Linked DNA regions of Hordeum vulgare: region 2 is linked to region 1. Evidence: chromatin contacts called from public Hi-C data. All regions are on one chromosome and are shown on one strand. The core of a region is the stretch at or near the end of the contact, and the rest is flanking DNA. Distances in the headings are between cores, read along the strand shown.

What was found. A called contact is a pair of places that touch in the nucleus more often than the background predicts.
Region 2: a Hi-C map of leaf shows a contact between it and region 1, with 2.6 times the contacts expected there. The contact joins the promoter of LOC123401964 here to the enhancer-like site in region 1. A contact is called at or near these places in 3 of 6 Hi-C or Micro-C datasets (leaf and seedling).

The regions. Positions count from the first base shown.
Region 1 is chr6H:527,042,703-527,049,131 of MorexV3_pseudomolecules_assembly, forward strand. No RefSeq gene overlaps it. Among protein-coding and RNA genes, the nearest start is that of LOC123401013, 23 kb to the left of the region's middle. Within about 2 kb of position 3,554, at least 3 of the 3 cell types and tissues checked have open chromatin away from gene starts, as enhancers often do. A contact at or near this core is called in leaf and seedling, where this site is marked.
Region 2 is chr6H:527,273,064-527,279,492 of MorexV3_pseudomolecules_assembly, forward strand. It overlaps LOC123401964 (LRR receptor-like serine/threonine-protein kinase ER2), which reads left to right and starts at 2,900. Exons shown (of 27, transcript XM_045095828.1): 1 at 2,900-3,203; 2 at 3,965-4,106; 3 at 4,200-4,271; 4 at 4,366-4,437; 5 at 4,551-4,622; 6 at 4,705-4,776; 7 at 4,846-4,917; 8 at 5,161-5,232; 9 at 5,320-5,391; 10 at 5,475-5,543; 11 at 5,628-5,699; 12 at 5,814-5,885; 13 at 6,031-6,102; 14 at 6,200-6,271; 1 more. The coding sequence starts at 3,125.

The DNA.
Region 1 (6,429 bases), core at 2,304-4,803:
TTTATTTGTTCGTGATAATAGTTTATTATCCATGCTATAATTGTTCGTGATAACCTTGTTGGAAAGATGGTCAAGGTTTCCTAACCATAGACAAGTGTTGTCACTTGATAACGGGATCACATAATTAGGAGAATCATGTGATGGACAAGACCCAAACTATGAACGTAGCATATTGATCGTGTCGTTTTATTGCAATAGTTTTCTGCGTGTCAAGTATCTGTTCCTATGACCATGAGATCATATAACTCAATGGCACCGGAGGAATACCTTGTGTGCATCAAACATCACAACGTAACTGAGTGACTATAAAGGTGCTCTACAGGTATCTCCGAAGGTGTCCGTTGAGTTAGTATGGATCAAGACTGGGATTTGTCACTCTGTGTGACGGAGAGGTATCTCGGGGCCCACTCGGTAATACAACATCACACACAAGCCTTGCAAGCAATGTGACTAAGTGTAAGTCACGTGATCTTGTATTACGGAACGAGTAAAGAGACTTGCCGGTAACGAGATTGAAATAGGTATGCGGATACCGACGATCGAATCTCAGGCAAGTAACATACCGAAGGACAAAGGGAATGACATACGGGATTATATGAATCCTTGACACTGAGGTTCAACCGATAAGATCTTCGGATAATATGTAGGATCCAATATGGGCATCCAGGTCCCGCTATTGGATATTGAACGAGGAGTGCCTCGATGCATGTCTACATAGTTCTCGAACTCGCAGGGTCTGCACACTTAAGGTTCGATGATGTTTTAGTATAGTTGAGTTATATGTGTGGTTGCCGAATGTTGTTCGGAGTCTCAGTTGAGATCACAGATGTCACGAAGGTTTCCGGAATGGTCTGAAGATGTAGATTGATACATAGGATGACTTCATTTGGTTACCGGAAGGTTTTCGGGCATTACCGGGAATGTACGAGGAGTGACGAATGGGTTCTGAAAGTTCACCGGGAGGGGGGCAACCCACCCGGGGGAAGCCCAATGGCCCTAGGGCTGGAGCACTAGCCCTTAGTGGGCTGGTGGGACAGCCCAAGAGGGCCTTGACGCCAAGGAAAGAAAACCAGAGAAAAAGAAAGAAAAAAGAGAGGTGGGAAGGAAGATAAGGACTCCACTTTCCAATCCTAATTGGAGTGGGATTGGAGTAGGACTCCTCCTCTCCCTTGACCAGCGCACCCTTGAGGGCTTGACCCTCAAGACAAGCCTCCTCCCCCTCCCTCCTATATATAGTGGTGATTTAGGGCTGATTTGAGACAACTTTTACCACGTGCAACTCAGATCTAGACACCATAGTTTTACCTCTAAATCGTATTTCTGCGAAGCTCGGGCAGAGCCCTGCAGGAGTAGATCCACACCACCACCGGAGCGCCGTCACGTTGCCGGAGAACTCATCTACTTCTCTGTCTTGCTTGCTGGATCAAGAAGGCCGAGATCATCGTCGAGTTGTACGTGTGCTGAACGCGGAGGTGTCGTCCGTTCGGCACTAGATCGGAACGGATCGTGGGACGGTTCGCGGGGCGGATCGAGGGACGTGAGGACGTTCCACTACATCAATCACGTTTCTTAACGCTTCCCGTTGTGCGATCTACAAGGGTACGTAGATCCAAATCTCCTCTCGTAGATGGACATGACCATGATAGGTCTTCGTGTGCGTAGGAATTTTTTTTGTTTCCCATGCAACGTTCCCCAACATGCCTTGCCACCCAAGGCACGGGTGGCCCGCCCCTTTGTGGGCTTAGCCCCCACCTTCCGCCACATGGGCCTTGGTGGGAGGGGCGGCCAACCCACCAGGGGTTGGTGCGCCCCCTCTCACAGCCCATGGGGCCCACAGGGGCAGGTGGACCCTCCCGGTGGACCCCCGGTACACTTCCGGCACTCCCATCACAAAACCAGCATATTCCGGAACCATTATGTACCTCGAATACCAACTTCCTATATATCAATCTTTACCTACGGATCATTTCGAAGTTCCTCGTGACGTCCATGATCTCATTCGGGACTCCGAACAACTTTCGGTTACCATCACAATAACTCATTAATACTAAATCGTCACCGAACCTTAAGTTTGCAGACCCTTCGGGTTCGAGAACTATGTAGACATGACCGAGACACTCTCCGATCAATAACCAATAGCGGGACCTGGATGTCCATATTGGCTCCTACATATTCTACGAAGATATTTATCGGTCGAACCAGGATGTCAAGGATTCAATCAATCTTGTATATTGTTCCCTTTGTCCATCGGTATGTTACTTTCCCGAGATTCCATCGTCGGTATCTCTATACCTAGTTAAATCTCGTTACCGGCAAGTCTCTTTACTCATTCCATAATACAAGATCTCGTGGCTAACTCTTTAGTCACATTGCTTGAAAGCTTGTTGTGATGTTGTATTATCAAGTGGGTCCTGAGATACCACTCCGTCACACGGAGTAACAAATCCTAGTTTCGATCCATGCCAACTCAACGTACACCTTCAGAGATACATGTAGAGCATATTTATAGTCACCTAGTTACATTGCGATGTTTGACACACACAAGGTACTACCTCCGGTGTCATTGAGTTCATGATCTCATGGTCATAGGAATAGATACTTGACATGCACAAAATAATAGCAATAAACTGACACGATCATATGCTACGTTCATAGCGTGGGTCTTGTCAATCACATCATTATCCTAATGATGTGATCCCATTATCAAATGACAACTTATGTCTATGGCGAGGAAACCTTGACCATCTTTGACCAAGGAGCTAGTCCTTTAGAGACTCACTAGAGACAGTTTGTTGTCTATTTATCCACACATATATATGAGTTTCCAATTCTAGCATGAATAATAAACGATTATCATGAAAAGCAAATATAATAATAACAACTTTATTATTGCCTCACTCCTCGACAACGGTCCACACGCACGCAAAGCCTCCTAGTTTATCTTCGGTTTGTAGGAAAAATAATATTTATACCATATTTGATGGCAAAATACATCCGGACTAAATGATTTGAGCGTCCGTCTTGGAGATACATGATAAGTTGACATAGTTGCATGTCAAGTTAATTGAGTGAGGGAAAATCAATTATTTAATGTATTGGATTACATTCCTCGACTTTAGCATGGATGCATTTATGTAACATGAAAGATGTCCCTGGATGTTTTATCTATCTGATTAACCAAATTATTTTTTAACAGAGCTAGTTAATTATTTCTGCGACGAAAGGAAAAGAAAAAAGTATGTGGCTCGCGGGTGCCCGGTGACGCCTGATGTCGGACAGCATAATCTATCAAGGATATAGTTCGGCCTCTCGTCTTTACGATTGTTATCCAAACGAGAGAGCAAAAATATTCGGACCTTTTCGCATGAAAACGACTTTTTTTTGTTTATTCACGAATGGTCAGCATCATGATCGATTATTGAGGGCGAAGCCTGGCTGCCATTATTATCACAAGCACAGTGGCCGGTTTGTAGCCTATCTTGGTTTAGCCTGCGTGCATCCCCAATCAGGAGCTGCCTCATCAAGCTTTGCTTGGTTGATTAATCGACAGGAGTGCCGCGCCATCCTAGCTGAACGTGATGATATCATTAGCCCATGCCTGCTGGATCCAAGACCATGACCTGCACTGCTGGGAGTATTCTTGCATATGTGGTCCTTGTTCCTGTAGCTGGTGTGGATCCACAAACTGGATGATAATTGGTTTTGGTATCTGATTTTCCGTATCATTATGATAAGAGATTGCGCCAACTTGAAACTCAAAAGGCATGACCAATTCGTGTGCTGTTTGTTGGACGATGTAGGATCCGCACAGCACATATGCATGACGGCGTGGCCGTCTGCGTTCTGGTTCTACTACTATACCAACTCCCTCCGACTTGAACAATAATTCTACAAAACATCCTGCTAATTAACTCGCAGGTTAGATGCTGGTGCTGCACTGAACCGTGACGTCCGACACCGATGCCTTGCCGTCCTGCTGGTTTATATTATCAGTGACGACGTAGTGGTACGTAGCTGGTGTATTCGTTAACCATTAGTCGCTGCTTCAGTAATGGTATCGTGTTTCTCTTGAAAGGTCGAATACTTCCATTTCCATAAGACCTACTCGTCCTTGTGTCTTTGTTATCTTGTGGATCATTCAAGCGGTCAAGCCCCGTTGAACGGACATCCAGCTGACGACAAGACCCAAAAGATGAAGCCTTGTTTTTTCTTAAACGAAGGCAAAAAGCTTGGCCTCATCCATTAAATAGGAAAGAATGGAGTATTTTTTTACAAACAACACAATTATAGGGCATGTGAACTACTCTGGCAATATTATGGATCTTAATCTTTTTGCACCGACGATGATCCATAGGCTAGCTTCAGTCACGATGGAGGCAAGTAAAACAGAGGGTGGTGCGCTCTTCTGCTTAAAGACTCTCTTGCATTACGCTCGTTTCAGATAGTCCATGAGACGAGTATGGTGAGGAATGTTGTGGCTTGCGTGAATGGCGTGATGTCGTTGCAAGTACTTGCCCATCAAGCCTCGACCGAGTCAAACAAGGGCCAAGCATTCGTGTCAAGCCCGAGAATGTTGTATTTGCCAATGAACAAAAACCATAGCCTTCCAGTGTAGCGGCACTCGCAGAAGAGGCGAGTCCCACATTCTCGCACCCTCTTGCAGAGGTGGCAAAGACCACAATTAGGCCACCCTCGCTTCGTCAATATGTCGGTTGTCCAAATTCTATTTTGTAGAGCCAACCAAGCAAAGAACTTAACTTTTGGAGGAGCCCCAGCCTTCCAAACCACTCTATCCGTGGGTAAGAGAACCTTCCCTAGAAATTGTGCCTTGTATGCGGATGCCACCGAGTAATGCCCGCTAGTCGTGTGCTTCCAAATGATGTCATCCTTGGTTTGTTCATCAAGCTTGACCTCGTGCAAGAGCATCCAAAGAAAGAAAAACCGTGAGACGTGCTCACCGGAGATGCTGGCGGGTGGTTTGATCTTGAGTATCCACGCGTTGTGCTTGAGGGCCTCCCGAACCTTCCAATTCTTTCTTGTGTAAGCCTCGTAGATGAGTGGGCCGATGTCCTTTGGTTTGCGCCCAAGGAGTCAAGGAGAGTTCCAAAAGGGGGTCCTCGCGCCGTTGCCGATGGTGATAGTGGTGGAAGCATAGAAGAAGTTGACTTCCTCCTCGTCACAGGGGTTTCCCATCCCTCCCACATCTTGTTGGGCTCCTTCCATTCAAACCACGACCAGCGCAACCGGACAGAACACGTAAACTTTTTGGTGTTGATAACCCCAAGGCCCCCATACTCACGTGTCCGACAAACAATCTCCCAATTCACCTTGCATTTTGCCTCCGTTGTCTTGTCTGGACTGGACCTTAAGAAGTGTATCTTGAGTTTGTTTACATGCGGAAGGATGGTTGGCGGGATGACCAAAGGTGTGGCGGGGTAGACTAGGACTTGACAAGAGTCGTCCGTCCGATGGTTGTGATGTTTTGACCTCATACGTAGTTAGCTTGCTTGCAACCTTGTCGACCATAAATTGACAATACACAAGCTTTAGCTTCCAAACGGATAGGGGGAGCCCCAAGTAGCGCAAGGGGAAGGACATTCTTGTCGCCGGCATACTCTGCATTAAGCAATCCAAAAATATGGTTGCATCGGATGGGCATGAACTCACTCTTGTGGAAATTGGTGCAAAGGCCAGTGACCTCCCCGAAGCCTCGCAAAATGTTTGCCAAGTTGTCAACATCTCTTTTTATTGGAGCCAAGAAAACAGTCGAATCCTCCGCATAAAGAGATGTCCTCATCATGGCCCCCCTTCCCCTGAGCTTATGAAGGAGACCTTTTCTCATAGCCACCTCGAGAATTCTTTGTAGCGGGTCAATGTTTATGTCGAAGAGAAGTGGGGATATGGGGTCCCCTTGTCATAGGCCCTGGACATACTTGATTAGGTAGCCGACGATACCGTTGAGGATGATCCATGAGGAGGATGATCTAAGTGGTGCCGCAATCCATTCCCTAAATTTACTAGGGAATCCTCACCGCTCGAGAAGACCGAGTAAATATTCCCACTTGATGGTGTCGAAGGGTTTGCAAATATCCAGATTGAAGAGGAGGGATGAGGTCTTCCCCTTGTGGCGGCGTCTAGCATGATTGCGAATGTACAAGAAGTTGTTGTGTGTGCTTCATGTTCTGATGAAGGCGCTTTGGATGTTGGAGACAATATCAGTCATGTTAGGGGCCAAGCCTTAGGGAGAGCACTTTCGCAATGAATTTTGCGATCACATGAATAAGACTCATGGGTCTATAATCAACTACCCCTCCGTCCTTCCTTTTTGGACAGGAGCACCACGTTTGTGGAATTGAGCCAGTGTAGGTTTTTGATGTGAAGGGAGTCGAAATGACGGATGACCCTCATAAGGTGAGACTTCACAATGTC
Region 2 (6,429 bases), core at 1,650-4,149, 230 kb after region 1:
CGATGACAATGGGATGTTCTATTGATTCACTTGATATATATTTTGGTACTCAACTCGCGGGTTCCCAAGGTGACATTAGGGTAATCTATGCATATGGTTTGATACACGTTCGTGTCCTATTGTCTTTCATATAAATCTTGGGTTACTTTTTGAAGTTTTTTGTGTTTGATTGAACATGATGAATCTAAAATTAATTGATGCATGTCGAATAATTAACCCATGGATACTTGAGGTTACACTGAATTATTTAGGTGATATTAGGGTTGATTCATATGTATCATAGGTGTTATTCTAGTACGAAATCTAGGGCTGTTTGTGACACTTATAGGAATACCTCAATAGATTGATTGGAAAGGATAATTTTGAGGTGGTTCACTACCTACAACAATTTCTTATTATGTTCTCCACTACTTATGAACTCTGTAGTGATTTTTTGTTGCACGTTGATGAATGATCATATGGTTCTACTACATTAACATTGTTGAGAAATTGCACTGGTGAAAGTATAAACTCTAAGCCTTATTTTCAAGCATTTATAGGTGTCTATTACTTGTCACCTCATTGTTTTTATTTTTTTAGATTATAAAAATACATTTCTACTATACATACCACACTTATACCATGATCTCTTCGCCGAACCAGTGCACCTATACACTTTGCCATTGTATTGCATGTATTGGGGACACAAGATATTTTTTGTATTTGATTGCAGTGTTGCTTGAGATAGACCATCTTCGTTCTACATCTTCCACGGATTGATAAACCTAAGGTCATCCACTTGAGGAATTTTTGCTGCTGTCGTATAAAACTCTACACTTGAATGCCCAAACACGTCTACAAGAATAAAAATGCATAGTAGACATCAGCCTAACATGCTCGTTGGATCCATCGTCGTCCGGTGCAATCCAGGCCTCCAACTCGCCAGATCTGCCACGCTGCCGCCAAGAGCACTCGTTGGAGGAGCAAGCCACCCACGCCCGCCCGCCCGCCCGCTCAAGGCCGCGTAACCCCACCCCCACCTCGTGCACCAACGACTGCGCCAGATCTGTGCATCCCCATGCCATCTCCACACACTCATACCAGATATGCGCCGCCCCGCGTCGTCTCCTCGCGCCCGTGCATGTAGCACACCATGGCGCTATAATCTCGCAAGCGCGCCCCACTCACCCTCCTCCGCACGCCTCACCTCGTCGAGCTTCAGCCCCAGCTAGATCGAGACGTTCGCGCCGCTCGTGCGTGCGCGTATGTACCAACGGTCCAACCGTCGTCAACGCTACACATGCTTTTCCCGGTTGCGTACCCTGACAGTAGCGAGGGAAGCAACTGCAGTGGGTGGGCTCCCGACGACGGGCTAGGTTTTTCCCCTCCCGAGCCGCAAGCGGGAGCGGCGTGAGAGATGACTCAGTTTTGATGAATGGCACGTTCCACTTACACATCACTAGGAGCTAAGAACTGCGTGCCGAGCCGGCGAGGATTTAGGGCACACAAGTGTATAGTATTCAAGCCCCTGGTGTCCACTTTTTATTTCGGCTTCATGTATTAAACGTTCTATGTCTTTTAAACAAAAAAAATTCAAACTAAATTTTGTTTTCGTTTTCGTGTTTCTCGTGACCAGTGTCTTACAATAAAATCCATTTCGAACATATTTTGACCACTTTGAAAAAACATTAAGTATTAATGCTGAAACTTAGTACGCGTGAGCGATAAAAATCAATAATTTTTTGTCTACTTCCACAGGATTTTTTTAAAAAAAATCATTTCTCTGAAACTGGTTGAAACTTGACTGTTTCAGATTAAAAACCCATAACTTACAACGTTGAAACTTAAAATTTGGTGTGCCCTCATGCGAGATTCATTTGCTATGCGAACCGCGACGCAAATCAAGCGGGCGACAAGACACAAAATGCCGGTGAGTGTCCCCGAACTTCCGCCAGCAAAGCACAAAATGCCGGTGTGACGTTTCTTCCATCGTCCGAGTTTCTTCCCGTGCCGTGACGCTAACATAAAACACGTCGCGGGAGGGGCTAGGCGTTAACTCGTCCGTGAACCACAGATGATCACCACTGCTGCCAAAGCATGCCCGCGAACCGCAGGGGATAAACCTCAGTTGCCTGTGACCCTGCACAATTCCCTGAACGTTCCCCACCGGAAAGGCGCAGCCGCAGCAACGCAGGGTCCGGCCTTGCCGCCGTCCCACGCCTGAGCCTGAAACCGAAGACGCGCCGGAGCCCCGGCGGAGAGGCGGCCGGGGGTTATTTTTACCCTCCTCACCCTCACCATCAGACTGATGTGATTGTTCGGCGCACGACTTCCTACCGCATCATCAGCGTGGCGTGCCTTTCTAAAATGTTACCCATGGGTCACTGCTACTGCCCACTCAACGCGTAGTCGTGCAGGGCAAGCAGCGTCTGCGTCTGCGTCTGCGTCTGAGCCCGGACCATCATTATCCGCCCGCGGCCGGCCTGCCATCGCTCTGTTCCTCCCCCCACCCCACCTATCCAGGGACCGTTCGTAGCGTAAGTAACGCCGTTGTTTCTTTTCTTTCCTTTCCTTTTTACTACACCAACGTTGAAAACCATTGTACTAACTACTCCTCCGTTCCTAAATATAAGTCTTTTTAGAGTTTTCATTAAAAAACTACATACGAATGTATATAGACATACTTTAGAGTGTAGATACATTTATTTTGCTTCGTATATAGTCTCTAGTGAAATTTCTAAAAAGACTTATATTAAGGAACGGAGGGAGTACTTACCAGTAGTTTGCCGGCGCTTGGATACCATCCCCAGCTTATCGGGCGACCGTTCGCATGGCACTACGGGATGAATTTCGAGGAGCTGAAATAAAACGGAAGCGAAACCGACGAGCACCACCACTGCGGCGGCCCCGAAAGCAGCAGCGGCAGCGGCAGCGGCAGTGAGCCACATGGGCGCCAGCCCCACCGTAACAAACCACGGGCAGGAGGTCCCCGCGCCTCCCTCCCTCCCTCCATCCTCCTCCTCCTCCCCGTAGCAGCCAACACGGGCAGACAAAACCTCAAACCCCGTTCGATTAAACCCGCTCGCACCCGCACCCGCGCCCGCGCCCGCGCCGGCATTTGCAGCCCGCGACTGCCCCTGCGCCAATGCCGCCGCCAGCCTTCTCCGTCGCCGCCGCCCTCCTCCTCCTCCTCGCCGCCGGCGCCGTCGCCATCGCCGACGACGGTTCGTGCTCCCTCCCTCCCTCCCTCCCTCTCGTTCGGCCCTCGTGTTGGCGGCGGGCTCTGCTCGCTCGGGGAGAGGGGATTCGTCGGCGGTTTGGCTTGCTGGTATTTTACTAGTGCGCGCTTTTCTAGTGGGGGCGTGGCCGGGGTCTTTGTTTATGCCTCGCTGATACGGTGTTCCGTCCGCTGCTCACGCCGGCCGAGGGCGGTCTAACGCTAGATTAATCCCGGCCCCTCTTCTTAGCAGTACCAGCGTCTCCCATTTTTTTAGCATATCCGCTGCAGTTCTTCCATGGTTCCGATCCACAGGGGACAGGACAGGACAGATACTGCATCTTTTCTTTTCTTCTGTTGATTGCCGATGGTGTGCAGGCTCAAATGCGTCCTATTTCGTTTAGTACTAATCCTATTTGCTTCTTCCTGGCTTGCGGCGGCGGCGTCGGCGAGCGCGCTCTGCCGCCTTGTCCTGATGTTGTTGGGGATCAGGTTCTGAATCTCAAGTCGATGTGCTATTCGTGCAAGCCAGCCTTTTGCATACGGCGAGCTGGAAACTTGGGTGTTTTGGGGGTGTTTTTGGTGCGGCTATCTGAACTTTTTGGGGTCAGCAAGCAAGTTTGTGTTGTGCATTCGGAAGCAACTCTCGAGTGCTGCCTCTGCCTGCTGGCTCCATTCCTCGTGGCGTCAGATTCTCCACTTCTTCTTCTTCCGCTGCCGCTGCTTCTGCTAATCGAGTCTTCTTATGCCGTTATGCGTGTTTCACAGGGCGTACGCTGCTGGAGATCAAGAAATCCTTCCGCGATGCCGACAACGCGCTGTACGACTGGTCCGGCGACGGGGCGTCCCCGGGCTACTGCTCCTGGCGCGGCGTGCTCTGCGACAACGTCACCTTCCAAGTTGCAGCTCTGTAAGCAGCTCTCCGTTGCTTGCGAAATCTTATTGCTCCATTTGCTGGCTGCAGCGAGCGGTTACTGACGCCTGCTCATGTTTGCAACGACAGCAACCTCTCAGGGTTCAATCTCGGCGGCGAGATCTCCCCGGCCTTCGGGGATTTGAAGAGCGTCGTGTCAATGTATGATGTTACGTTGTTTCCTGAAATCTAAATGCCTTTGTCTGTGTGATGAGTCCGTGTCACACGTTTTCCCTGATTGTTTGGTCATATGCAGTGATTTGCAGTCGAATGGACTCTCCGGGCAGATCCCTGACGAGATTGGTGATTGCTCGTCGCTTAAAATGTTGTAAGTGGGCGTGTCAGTACTACATTTCTTTCTCGTGTTTTCTTTTTTAGCGGACGTCGAGTTGTTTTGGACCTGTACAAGTAATACCTGTTTCGATTTTCATTTTTATCAAGGAACCTGTCCTCCAACAATCTGGAAGGAGACATACCCTTTTCCATATCGAAGCTGAAGCACCTTGAAAACTTGTAAGGCTTGTTCTTCTTGCCGGAACTTTGTAAAAGAATGCGTTTCACTCATCATAATCCCTGCTGTTACCTGTATTTGTAGAATATTGAAGAATAATCAGTTGGTGGGGGTGATCCCGTCGACACTCTCTCAGCTTCCGAATTTGAAGATATTGTAAGTTAGTGCTGCTTAACTGCTCTGTGATTTTATTGGGTTAGTTCTCTAACGTCATATGTGTCCTAGGGACTTGGCTCAGAACAAGCTAAGCGGTGAAATTCCAAGGTTAATATACTGGAGTGAGGTTCTTCAATACTTGTAAGTATTCATTCACTTTAATTTGTTCCCCAGTAATGAAGAACAACAATGTTTTGGTTTAGTTCTTAAAACTGTCTAGAATATTCAAGGGCCTGACAAATGGTAATAAACTTTATTTATGCAAGATTTAGGGTTTGGATAAAATGTTTGTGCTAAATGCGATGATTGCTCAGACATAGTGTAGGGCCATGATTTAATTTTACATGCTTTGTTTTATGCATCTAAGTTTGTCATATATTCCAGGGGACTGCGAAGCAATAAACTAGAAGGAAGCCTCTCTCCAGATATGTGCCAATTGACTGGCTTGTGGTACTTGTGAGTTTATTGCTTCCCTCTGTTTATCACCAGTGTAGCTGTTTGTGCCATTTATTCTGTTAACAAGGTCGCTTTTGTTTGGTTCAGTGACGTGAAAAACAATAGCTTGATGGGCACAATACCAGATACTATTGGGAATTGTACGAGCTTTCAGGTCTTGTATGTACATTCGTTCTACTCCCTTTGAATAATGCTGCTCATTTTCTAGCTTTTAGAACACTACTGATCTTGCGCTGTTTTAGGGATTTGTCTTACAATCAACTTACTGGAGAAATCCCATTCAACATTGGTTTCCTGCAAGTTGCTACATTGTATGTAGCACTCATTTCACCAGTAGAACTAGATGCTTAAGTTTTCAAAGTGATGACTTGAAATTTATTTGTTATTTGTGCTAGGTCTTTGCAGAGGAACAACTTCTCTGGCCCTATTCCAACAGTGATTGGCCTTATGCAGGCGCTTGCAGTGCTGTATGATAACCTACGCTCTTTTCTTGATTTATGGCCACCAAGGAATTACATCAGCCCTTAAATGCAAAATTATGGTATTGTTTTGAAACGTTCTTTTATTTTGAATTGATCCAGGGATCTGAGCCTTAACCAATTGTCTGGCCCAATACCATCTATACTCGGCAACTTGACATACACTGAAAAATTGTAAGCTTGGTATTTGTATCTGTTTAATTACTAGTGATTAAAGCTTTTACTTTTCACTAACTGATATTCCAGCCCTTTGTGAGATCACTATGTATATTTTTATCACAAAAGTAGTTATTGATACCACAGTATCTTGCACTAATAGATACCTGCAAGGCAATAGACTATCTGGGCTGATACCACCAGAGCTTGGTAATTTGTCAGCGCTTAATTATTTGTAAGCACGTAGCCTTTGTACTATTGCTTTTATTCTTCACAGTTAATTGATTATCGTTCTATCCATTTGATATGCTGCCATCGCTATCTCATTTCAGGGACCTCAATGACAATAAACTGACTGGGCTCATTCCACCCGAGCTTGGAAAACTCACTGCCTTGTATGACTTGTAAGTAAAATTCTGTTCATTGGTATTATATGATTCTTATCAACAGTGCTAATTTGGTCGCTGGTTCATGTCATTTGCTTCTTGCAGGAACCTTGCTAACAATGAACTTGTAGGACCGATACCTGATAATATTAGTTCCTGCACAAATCTTATTAGCT